Linked DNA regions of Sus scrofa: region 1 is linked to region 2. The links are chromatin contacts, called in public targeted proximity ligation maps. All regions are on one chromosome and are shown on one strand. The core of a region is the stretch at or near the end of the contact, and the rest is flanking DNA. Distances in the headings are between cores, read along the strand shown.

The links.
Region 1: a targeted proximity ligation map of alveolar macrophages shows a contact between it and region 2.

The regions. Positions count from the first base shown.
Region 1 is chr4:55,548,684-55,551,397 of Sscrofa11.1, forward strand. It overlaps PAG1 (phosphoprotein associated with glycosphingolipid-enriched microdomains 1), which reads left to right. Exons shown (of 9, transcript XM_021089173.1): 3 at 977-1,068. Among named protein-coding and RNA genes, the nearest start is that of PAG1, 99 kb to the left of the region's middle.
Region 2 is chr4:55,371,250-55,373,949 of Sscrofa11.1, forward strand. No RefSeq gene overlaps it. Among named protein-coding and RNA genes, the nearest start is that of PAG1, 78 kb to the right of the region's middle.

The sequences.
Region 1 (2,714 bases), core at 53-2,552, 180 kb after region 2:
GTTTTATATTTAGTCTTCTGAGGAAACTCCATACTGTTTTCCACAGTGGTTGCACTAATTTACTTTCCCACCTACATTGTAGGAGGCTCCCAGAGATTGTGCTTTTATTTTATTTATTTATTTATTTATTTATTTATTGTCTTTTTAGGGCCACTCCCGTGGCATATGGAGGTTCCCAGGCTAGGGGTCTAATAGGAGCTGTAGCCGCTGGCCTATGCCACAGCCACAACAATGCAGGATCTGAGCCGCTGCGATTCTTGACCCGCTGAGCGAGGCCAGGGATTGAACCCGAAACCTCATGGTTCCTAGTTGGACTCGTTTCCACTGCACCATGATGGGAACTCTGAGTGAGATTCTACTTTTAATAACACATTTTCACAGTTAAATCACAGCTTACCTTCCCTCAAAACATAAATACTGTCTTCAAATAAATCATTTGTTTTATCTCAAATTCAGACAACAGTTACTTGAATTTTACTCTCACTAAAATAACATAGATTATTTCTCCTAAAACTGGGAAAAATGGAGAAGGACCCAGTAATTTGATGTGTATTTGACCAGACATTGACTTGGCTGCTATTTTCAAGAGATTTTAGGCATTCCCACTGTGGCTTGGTGGGTTAGGCACCCAAATAGTATCCATGAGGATTCATGTTTGATCCCTGCCCTCGTTCAGTGAGTTAAGCTCCATTTCGACCCCTGTTCTGGGAACTTCCATATGCCATGGGTGCAGCCCTAAAAAGACCAAAAAAAAAAAAAATGGTTTTAAATTGATTCACTTCTATGCGTAATTTTTTCCTCTGCTTTGTCATTTGCTCTGTTCAGGAAGAAATATAAACCTTGGTGTTTCACATAAATTTGCCAGCATTTTTTACAATCAACTGGACAAATATCTTTTCACAGTCTCTGTCCGTCTGTCTTTTTTTTTCTTCTTCTTCTAACTTTTTTTTTTTTTTTTTTTTTTTTTTGGTTATAGGCCAAGAAGAAAGAGAGAACATTCATCAAATATTTCAAAGGGAACACATCGCCAGCATTTTGACTATTTATTTGGACAAACATTTCTCCAAGGTAAATATTACCATTGTACCAATGGGGAAGAGGGGGGCACATCGTTAGAATTTGCAGATGCAGTAGAAGCGCACAAAGGCTGAATTGTTGAGTCTAATACAAACCTAGAGTGAGAGGAGAGAGGGAAGGAGAGGAAACAGGGGGAGAAAGTGGGGCTTTGGGGACACCCCGCAGTCTCTTCTCAATGTGTTACCAGGAGGATGCCGTCAGCATCTGGGAGCCCATGGAGCTGGACTCAGAATGGGTGGGAGAAAGAGGAAGCTGTATTTTTTTTTTTTTTATTTTGTGTCGGTGTCTCTCAGATATTCATGAAAACAACAGGCAATGAGGTCTGATTGTAAAAAGAGCATTTTTTCTTTCATGAGAAAAGGATTGGCTAATTCCTTTTAGGGATGAAAATAAGATATATGCTGTATTCACATCATGGGGCGGGGGAATGAATCATAGTTTTTTACACCAACTAAGGCTGACCAATATGAAAGATTTTAAGGAAATCCATGTTCTTCTTTTATGAAAATACTTAGTAAGTAAATCTTTCGTTGGTTGATGACGAATCCTTCTTGTTTGAAAGCATTATATACTTGATGCTTCTTTTCAGGGGAGGGGAAGGAGTGTGTGTGTGTGTGTGTGTGTGTGTGTGTGTATAAAAGAGAAAGAGAGTGAGCGAGCTGTGTGTGTGTGTGTGTGAGAGAGAGAGCAGTGTTTGTGTGTGTATGTGTGTGAGAGAGAGAGAGCTGTGTTTGTGTGTGTGTGTGTGAGAGAGAGAGAGAGAGAGAGAGAATGAAGATGAGACAGAAGGACACCAAAGAGAAATCTGTCAGCATCCTACTGTATATTTCAGAGAATTAACTCGAGGCATTTTCTTTATGAATCACGAGCTTATTGAGAATAAAGCCTTCGCAGAAGCAGCTGAATTCCTCGTCAGCTCCAGCATTCATGAATTAGCTGCCAATATTTTTAACACAAATTGCTGTGTCATTTCTGTGAAGTTCCCCTGTTGCTGCTCAGGCTGAAGCTAAAAGCTGTTTTTGCTCAGCCCTGAAATTTCAGCTGAGAAAATTTCCTTTCTGAGAAAGATATTCGTGGGCATGCATTCACACACAGAAATGCCAAAATATACTATCCAATTTAAAAGAAAATAAATTTGGGATTCCCATTGTGGCGCAGCGGGTTAAGAATCCGACTAGTATTCATGAGGATATGGGTTCGATCCCTGGCTCCGCTCAGTGGGTTAAGGATCTGGGGTTGCCCTGAGCTATGGTGTAGTTTGAGACGTGGCTCAGATCTGGGGTTACGGTGGCTGTGGTGTAGGCTGGCAGCTGCAGCTCTGATCAACCCCTAACTTGGAAACCCGTATGCTGCAGGTGTGACCCTAAAAATAAAAATAAAAATATCTATTAAAAATAAAAAAAAAATAAACTCATTGACTTTCTCTGTTTAGCAGTTGATAGAGAGCCGACGTTACATAGTCCTGAGCTGGCTAAAAAGCAATTCCAGATTGGCAGGGGGGAGAAGGAGGTTTTTCTCACCAGTCCTCATTCTGCCTGTTCTCTTCTGAAGGGGTTGGGTTGGGGAAATGGAGTCTTGTACATTAGAGGAGAATTCTGTGATACTATTCATTCTCTGTTCTGACAGAGAAGACATTG
Region 2 (2,700 bases), core at 167-2,666:
TTTCTTTCTGAGACAATTGCTCCACGTGTAGCTATAGATTGGGTACATCCATGGGAGGGGGTGAGTCCAGAAGGTTCCTATGTCACCATCTGGGACCAGAACTCAATAATTTGTTTAAAAAAAAAAACATTTAATTTCAGAGCTGGAAAGGGGCTTTGGAGACTATTTGGTTCACAGTTGAGGTTTTTTTGTTTTTGTTTTTGTTTTTGTTTGCCATTTCTTGGGCTCCCGCGGCATATGGAGGTTCCCAGGCTCAGGGTCCAATCGGAGCTGTAGCCACCGGGGCCTACACCATAGCCACAGCAACGCGGGGATCCGAGCTGAATCTGTGACCTACACCACAGCTCATAACAATGCCGGATCCTTAACCCACTGAGCAAGGCCAGGGATCAAACCCTCGACCTCGTGGTTCCTAGTGGGATTCGTTAACCACTGAGCCACGATGGGAACTCCCACAGTTGAGGTTTAAAGCAGGAAAATAAAAGATTTATATGACTGCCTTCTCTCATAGCATTTCCTGGGTAACCATGGAGAGGAAAATAGTGCATATTCCTACAACTCTAAGCCTGATGGGGTGGGTGAAAGAGATTTGTTTAGCGATCATAGCCAGCCTCTTTATAGTCATGCCTTCTTTGCATTCTAAGGATCTCTTAGATTTTTCCACTTGTGACAACCTTTCCCAGATTGTACTTACCTGAATATTTTACAACATGCCTCACCTAAAATGCACCTGCTTTAGCTCCCCTTCCCCTCAGTACTCAAAAGTAGACAGGCTAATCTAATAGACTCACTACGAAAAAATCTCTTAATTTTTATGTATGATCTCCTTAATGTTATATTTTAACAACTGCTATTTATGCTTTAACCCAATGCTTTTTTAATTACTCAAAAAATTTAAAAATATCTATATCGTGGGGAGTTCCTGTCATGGCTCAGCAGAAACAAGCCTGGCAGTATCCGTGAGGACGCAGTTCAATCCCTGGCCTCGCTCAGTGGGTGAAGGTTCCAGCATTGCCGTGAGCTGTGGTATAGGTCGCAGACACAGCTCGGATCTGGCCTTGCTGTGGCTGTGGCATAGGCCGGCAGCTGCAGCTCCAATTGGACCCCTAGCCCGGAACCTCTTCATGCCAAGGGTGTGGCCCTAAAAAAAATCTTTATCTGACTCATGTCCCTTTGGTAATATGGGTCAGGAGTGAATGGGTAACGGCTAGTGGTAACATGGAGTGCTCAAACTTTACCTCTATATTTTTGGAAAAGAAAGTAGAACAAAGCATAGAGTATTCATTTAAAATAAACGTTTTTAGAAGCCATAGTATATTAGTTGCTCTTTCTTTTTAAAGCAAGAGAATTAGGAGGTGGAGTAATATGAGTGGGAAGGAGAAAGGAGAAGCATTAGAAAGGAAGGAAGTATTGAATAAGAACTAGGAACAGTGTCATTAGGAAAGGACAAAATAATTACATACAGTGGAAGCAGAATGCTGTTGCTGTCAAATGAAAAGGAATATATAAATGCTTGCCTGAAATTAAGAGACCTAGTAGTTAAAATTAGTAAAATATTCTTGAGAAAAAAATAGCGTCTGAAGTTATGCTGACAGTTTAATGTTGTATGCATTACTTGCGTAAACTTAGAAAAAGGATTTTGGCCTAGGAAGGGTTTTGTGGGTTTTTTTTAAGTGATTAATATAAGTCCCTTGCTTTACAGATGTAGAAAATGAAGCACAGAGGATTTAAATAGCTCGCTTAAGATCAATCAGTTATAGAATTGACATGAGAATAAATAAATAGCCCTTAATCTAACTCTCTGTGATAGGCTGAGTAACAGCCACCCACTGATGGTCCACATAATTCACTGAACCTATGAATATGTCACCTTAAATGTTAAAAAAAAAAAACTTTGCAGATGTGATTAAATTAAGGATTATGAGATAGGGAGATTATTCTGATTTATCCAGGCGGATCCAATGTAATCACAAGGGTCCTTATAAGAGAAAAACAGATGAGTCAGAAGCAGAAAAGAAATGTGATTATGGAAACAAAGCTCAGAGTGATGTGCCACAGTTAAAAATACAAGTGGTCTTGGAGTTTCCATCGTGGCTCAGCAGAAATGAATCCAACTAGGAACCATGAGGTTGTGGGTTCAATCTCTGGCCTTGCTCAGTGGGTTAAGGATCTGGTGTTGCTGTGAGCAGTGGTGTAGTTCGCAGACTTGGCTCGGATCCCAAGTTGCTATGACTCTGGCTGGCGTAGGCCAGCAACTGTAGCTCCAATTAGACCTCTAGCCTGGGAACCTCCATATGATGCAGATGCAGCCCTAAAAAAAACAAAAAAGAAAAAAATACAGGTGGCCCTTAGAAACTGGAAACGATGAAGAAGTAACTCCCGAAAAACCTCCGCAGGAATGAAAACTTGCTAATACCTTGATTTTAGTCCTTAAAACCCATTGCGGATTTCTGACCTCCAGAAATGTAAGAAAAAAAATGTATGTTTGGAGTTCCTGTCGTAGCACAGTGGTTAATGAATCAGACTAGGAACCATGAGGTTGCGGGTTCGATCCCTGCCCTTGCTCAGTGGGTTAAGGACCCGGCGTTGCCCTGAGCTGTGGTGTAGGTTGCAGATGTGGCTCTGGCGGAGGCCAGCAGCTACAGCTCCGATTAGACCCCTAGCCTGGGAACCTCCATATGCCGTGGGAGCGGACCTGGA